Regions from separate parts of the Dromaius novaehollandiae genome. Here region 2 is linked to region 1. Evidence: chromatin contacts called from public Hi-C data. All regions are on one chromosome and are shown on one strand. Each heading gives the region's core, a stretch centred on a gene start, on an enhancer-like site or on the middle of the called end of the contact. The rest is flanking DNA. Distances are from core to core; before and after follow the strand shown.

The links. A called contact is a pair of places that touch in the nucleus more often than the background predicts.
Region 2: a contact with region 1 is called in a Hi-C map of liver, with 7 times the contacts expected there. The contact joins two enhancer-like sites. A contact is called at or near these places in 3 of 4 Hi-C or Micro-C datasets (brain, liver and ovary).

The regions. Positions count from the first base shown.
Region 1 is chr2:4,949,451-4,952,808 of bDroNov1.hap1, reverse strand. LOC112980763 (growth hormone-releasing hormone receptor) reads left to right here. Exons shown (of 13, transcript XM_026095917.2): 12 at 466-507; 13 at 2,715-3,358. The coding sequence ends at 2,837. Among named protein-coding and RNA genes, the nearest start is that of AQP1, 73 kb to the left of the region's middle. Within about 2 kb of position 1,863, at least 2 of the 2 cell types and tissues checked have open chromatin away from gene starts, as enhancers often do.
Region 2 is chr2:5,157,735-5,161,092 of bDroNov1.hap1, reverse strand. It overlaps MINDY4 (MINDY lysine 48 deubiquitinase 4), which reads left to right. Exons shown (of 14, transcript XM_064505686.1): 3 at 220-428. Among named protein-coding and RNA genes, the nearest start is that of MINDY4, 5.3 kb to the left of the region's middle. Within about 2 kb of position 1,667, at least 2 of the 2 cell types and tissues checked have open chromatin away from gene starts, as enhancers often do.

The DNA of each region.
Region 1 (3,358 bases), core at 614-3,113:
TTACCAAAAATATTCAATAAGCCATATTTTTGATCTCATATGATATACTACAAAGACACAGAAATTGACTGAAAAGCTGTTTGGGTTCTGTGCACAGGATCTCCTTATGAAATCTGTGTTTCCCTGCTGATTTACACTGCCTAAAGAACTAGCTTGCAGCATGTTTGGCTGTAAAATGGACCATACTTTTGCCAACATAATCCAAAGAGAAATTCATTTTCCAGTTTCTGCTAATTCATATGCCCTTACCAACTTTCATGAAAGAGCACTAATTAGTTGATGGTCTTGTTAATCAGCTTTACTGGAGATACATACCAAATTTTCTGATTTGTAACAATACTCCAATTTATAATGACACTCATTGTTTCACATAAGCAGTACCATCATGAAGCCAGACAGTACAAGTGGCTTTTTCAACACTCAACTATTTTCTTTTTTTGTTCGTTTGTTTTTCTTCTTTTTCAGGGGTTTATTGTAGCAGTTCTCTACTGTTTCCTGAACCAAGAGGTAAGGGAATTCTTTACAATATTGCTTTCAATGGTAGACATATGGAGTTAATAATTAGTTTCGTATAAGTGGATAATCAAATCTAGGTTCACAGAATGGTCTGTTAACATGAGAATCAACGAAGTTGAATTTCATTGCAATTATCTTCATGAGAATGAAGCCATCTAGTGGAGAAATGAGTTGTTACTACTTTGCTTTCTATTTCAATGAGCATTTTTATCTTTTCTGTGTGTTTTTGTACTGCAGCGGGGCTTGGGAAACCCATGGTAGGTCCAGACCCCACAGTACAAGCCCTGCACAAATGCAGATCAAAGAGATCTTCAACTACTAAAGGTCTATGATTAAATTGGAAATAATGTTTAATTTATAATAATTGCCTAATATCAAAATATTCATCTAGTACTTTTTCATATGCTTATTAAGCTTCACATTATTTCTTCACATTGATATACCTATTTCCATATAGAATATGAAGATCTGAATTTTACTGTCCACGGGACAGGAAATCATTCCACTTAGCTTTAGCATCCAGAGGTAATTATAAAATCAGAGCAGATTATAAAGCATTGTAATAAAGACACATCTTGACTGAATTGCACAGATTGCCTCAATGACCATAAAGCCACAGATCAATTTATCGTCCATATCTTAGAGTGATATGAAACCCTGGAATTTCCTATCTGTCTATAAGACAGCTGAGATGGCTGTTTTAGACCATGACTGGGTTTCAGTTTCAGACTAAACCACGAGTCTACTGGTTTCCAACTGATACTCTGAAAAGGGGAGAGTGTCCTAATTTATATATGGCATATGGCATTCCACAGAGCATCCCCTAGGATGTCAGAGGTATGTTTAGGAAGTGAATTCTGCCCTTAACCACCATAGCTGGTGACGCTTAAAGAGCTGTTCTACTGGCCAAGCGCAGATGCCTGTGTTAGAGTGAGCTGACCTGCTCTGTAGACTCCAAGGACTATATTGACTAGATCTCCATTTTCCAAGTTCAAAGTCTAGTGATGAATAATCAAACACAAGCAACATTAGATAACACTCCACCAGCCTGTTAATAATCCTAATATCTTCTGGTGATAGGTAACAAAGCTTTACATCCAACTTGACATCTGAGAAATACAGCCCTCCAAATTAGATATTTCCTTCTTATTAAACGTCTGTGAAGGCAAATTTCTTATGAAAATTAAATGTGAAAGCAGGCTTTAGCGGCTGGTCTGGACCAAGTGTATGTAACTGTGAACACATGTGCGTAGTTGCTAACAACAGAAAGCAAATGTCTCTTGACTGCTGATGGCTTTCCCTTCCCAGTCTTTAATAGGAAAGTAGTATTTATTATTTCTTAGCCACAAGTTGGTGAGTGCTGCAGATTATACTTTTCTAGAAACAGTTGGAAACAAGAAGGCATCCCTTAGCAACAGGCAAAGAACAAGCAATGTGAAGAGGATATGTTTAATTCTGTAGGCAGCGTTGGGGAGACCATTACTGGAAAAAAATTCCAGTGGAATGTTTAAAAAAAATGGAGAAGGTACTGAAAAAAATCTGAGAAAATGTTTTACAGTGCTGGAGTTAGAAACTTCCAGCTGTTTCATTTATCAGAAGAGATTTAAGTGATTTGACTGTGTACAAACACATAATAGTATAAGTATTTTGAAGGGGACAAAGTTACTTAGTGATGATGGACTTTTCAGCTCAGCAGAGAAAGGTGGACTGAGGACTACCAGATGGAAACTGAAATCAAATTACTTAATGATGGAAGTGTTTTTTTTCTTTTCTTTTTTTTTTTTTTTCCTTTTTGCTGTGCAACAGCTCTAACAATAACCTTTGATTGTTGGGCCCATAATCATTAAGTAGGAACACAGGACTGGAGGACCCACCTAAAGTGAGCCTTTACTTCTTGACAGTAAGAGTGGGGTTCATTCGGAGTTCTTCTGAACACTGGAGGGCCAACTCTGAGCTAGCCACTCTAGGCTTTTTCATTGGTGCAGAGGGACAAGCATGTTAAGACAGGCCAGATGAAACACTCTGTGGAGGCTCCTACTTTTCTCTGTCAGCTAGAAAGGGAGACCAGAGTGACTAGCTCAAACTGAGATGTCTCAGTTTTACCCATCTCTAGCCACCATCCACATCTTCCCTCTTTCCCACCAGTCCTCTCCCCAAAAGCAATTCACCACAAAATAGCATTCTCCTTTCCTTTTGAGGTGCAAACGGAAATTGGCCGGAGGTGGCACGGTAAGAGATACGGACTTATGCCTGTGTGGAAGAGGACAAGATGGACTATGCCGTCTAGTTCTGGAATAAAAATGACTACATCTGTGTGCTAAATACAGCTTCAGGATCTGGAGTGGTGACATATAGGAGCCTGAAAGCGATTAAGGAAAAACATTACAGCTGATTACAGCTAAAACTATCTGAGAAACTTGAAGGAGGACCAACTTCTGAAAAAGTTTTTCCCACCAGACATCTCTCATAGGACAAGCATTGCAGTGTCAGATCAAACACTGACTGGCTGATTAAAATAGCCCTCTCACAGATACACTATGCATCACAACAACCACAAAAATCATCTCTTCTTGGTTCATTTTCTATACTCTTTCATTAATGAACCATAGAGAATAATGGGTCTAGGGAGTGGACATCACTAGTAGCCATTAGTGGCACCACAGATGATCAGCTCTGGAAACCAGTATTCAATCCTCATGTGCTGGGAACCGGCGTAAGCCTAGCTTGTTTAAGACTTATTCCTTGTTTTGATCCAATGGACTTGGGAATAAGAAGCCAAATGCCTTGACAAACTACAACATGATAACTAAAAATCCTCTCTTTTTTTCCTCTCTTTATTTTC
Region 2 (3,358 bases), core at 418-2,917, 210 kb before region 1:
TTCAAATCTGTGAGCTTAGGAAGTTCCCTGACATGTTCTAGTTTCTTGTACTATTTATACAGTCACATCCAGCATAACCTGCAAGCAACTGAACCCAGAAAGTGTTAAACATTTTCAGCCACTGTACAGTGTAAGAGGAAATATCCTATCTCAGACTACAGCAAGACTGATGAAAGAGTTTTAATAGTCACCAAGAGTTTTATTTTTCTTCTTGAATAGGCAAAGGAGAATCCACTGAAAACACTTCTTGAAATTATTACTAATTACTTCCTTGAGCACGTCCGGACTTCTAGAACCATAACATCAAGTTCTGCTTTGACAAATCCTCAAAGTAAGAGCTCATCAGTTCAGCTACCCAACTACTCAGATGAAGAACACATGCATCAGAGCACCATTATGTCCGATGTGAGCAAAACTGAAGACTACAGGTACATCCTTTTCTTTCTCTTTTCCCCATCTAGTCACAACTTTTTTCTAACTGAAACAGAATTAAAAGATTTATCATTTATACCTTCAGCTACACTACTTTTTACCAGTTATCCTAATAACACAAAGCTTAAACTGCCGTACTATTAAAACCTCTTATGCAAGCCACACCTTCAAAAATACTCTTGTATGCACCTTACTAATTATTGAGACTTGATCTCAATTACATGATTTGGTCACTGAAGCATACACAAATCTGAGCTTTTATACTCGACTGAAAAAAATTCAAATGGAAGCATATTCTACTGGAAGACTAACTACCTGCACTCACACAACTGCTATACTCATGCATTGCACATTTAAAGGCAAGGCAGACTATCTTAAATTCAGTATTGCTACAAGAAGCATAGATTAGTTCCATCCTGAAACTTATCTGAAAAAAATGTGTAGCCAAGTCTTTCCATTGTGTTTATTAGTGTCTCATGGTGGAATAACAGTCCTACCTGTGCTTGAATAGAAAGTTTTTTAAATGGCCATTTGTAAGGCACTATCAGCACAAAAGAAGCAGTCAGCTTCCCAGCCTTGACTCTCATGGACTTTATCTAATTTTAATCCTCACCCTAAACACAGTGTACTCAAATTAGCTACTTCTGAGCATTAAAGCTTGCAAAAACCCAGCAAGTCTTTCCTCGTAGGGAAAAAAAGCCAAGGCTTTGGAAGCTGAAGTAACCATTTGAGAAGTAATTCTTAAAGAGAAGGGAGTACAGAAGAAGAACAAGCTCTTTCTCTTTTTTGGATACAGGAGTTTCCAGCATGTTCCCAGTGCTTTTCTCTCTCCCCGTGTCTGATGCTCTCGCACCTCACGCTGCCTCACAGCTCAGGCCTTCCTCATTTTCCTCCCCTGCCCTGCAAGACACAGCAGCTGCCCCACTCCCCCTGCAGTGCCTGCAGCCCCCCAGACTTTTTTCACTTGGGAAATGGGCTTTCACAAACCGAGGAAGCCCCTAATACCTTGCTCTGACACCTAAAAGCGGCACCGAGCAGAGCGGACACAGCACCTCATACGCACCAACACCCCCCCACAAAATGGCGCCTCCCCCACCCCACCCCCACCTACAGCCCGGCAGGCGCATGCGTATTGGCAGAATAGGCGCGAAAAGGAGGGGGGCGGCAAAGAGAGTGCTCGGTTGTTGGCCCAGAGAGGCCCTCACTGCTCAGGAAGTGGCACCGTAAGGAGCCGCTCTGCCTTATACTTAGGGATACTCTATGATTTTTAATCCTCCGCGGAGGGGGCAGACATGCGCAGTGTGTTGATTGGCGCCGCTCCTCGCAGCCGGCGGCCGCTGAGGGGTAAGATCCGATTTGGGTCTTTTTCCTTTTAAAGGTTTCCTTTTAAAGGCCACGTGGCTTTTACACCGATTTTCACGGCTTCTCAAGCACCGTGCTCACCAGTTGGGTGGCCGCGGGGTTGGCGAGGCCAAAGACGAGTGGAGGTGCAAGGGCCAAGTGGGTGTAAAATAGGCTGATTGTGGCAAGATGGAGAGTTCAGGGTTTCACACTCTGTCCTGGCGTAAACCAGGGCCGCTCTGTTATTTATAACAGTGCTTCTTAATTTTATACCACCTGAGAATCTAATCCTTCAAACACAAATTTATCAAGAAAATTCCTTCTAATCTGCCACTGGCTGTACATACTAAGAACCTGCTTGCCATATATGCGCTCCCTTGCATAAAGTCAGAGCTTTGGTTTCTCTTTCTGGGTACGTATAGGCATATTCTGAGCAAGGCAGGTGAGAAAGTCTGAATCAGAGCCCCAGATTCATCAAGGATAGAGGAAGACGGTGGTAAGCACATCCTGGACAGTTGGCTTCATTTATTCCTTGGATCAGGTCTTGTGGTGGCCATGCAGTTTGACAGCACTTCTGGCCCTCGGTGTGGTAAGAGGAAGAAGCCACAAGGCTGCTGTAATGAGGAATGTCCTAGACAGATTTCTGGGCTAGCTGTCCGCTTCCTTTTATTGCCCACGAAATAGATCAGTGAGAGAAACACCATAGCAGAAGCGCGGGTCGGTGATCCTCCTCACTGTTTCAGCCCTCTCTGGGCAAGGGGAAATTAGGCATCACTGTGTCAAGCAACCAGTGCCTGAAATTAGTTTTTATTTCAACTACCAGGATAATTTTTAACAGTGCTTGTAGGAGTCCAGACTGTACATGCCAATAATTACACAGATTCAGTTTGCCAATTCCTTACTAAAGACTAACTAAAGTTGTACTTACTTCCATCTCTCTCCTTTTAGCTGACCACTTCATGTTTTTTGAAAGCCTCCAACTTAAAACAGCCCCTATGTTGACAGACGTCGCCCTTTGGCAACAAGGAGTTATGTGGTCCTAGGCCAGGAATAACAGTCCTCAGATTTTCTAATGCTCTCGGAGATTGCTCATTTTCTCTTCGGTTTACACCTGAGGCCTATACCTGAGGCCTGTCTTCACAGCACAGGTCATGAGCCTTTGAAAAAAATTTAACTGGTTAAATAAAAGGGATATTTTTGTGATATGAGACACTTCAACTCACAGAATTGTTTTACTATGGAATAGGATCAAGAAAACTGTCCTGCAATAAAAAACAAAGATTAAAAGACAGTTTTCTTGATGCTATGATTTTTGGGTTTCCGAAAATATGAATTATGTTTGTAAGATGACAGGAAATAGGTCTCAATGAAGTGGGAGTAAGTCAATGTAAGAACTTCCATTTATTAGTGATCTATTGTTATACAGCCATTGAAAGAGATCCTGATGGAGAAAATTGAATTCTGAATGGTTTCTAACAGCATGTATTAACAAGGCACAAATGATTTTTTTTAGTAAGAACATGATTTGTAAAAGGTTATTTTTGAGAAAGAAATCCATATAGTGTTATGCAGAAAGGATCAGAGA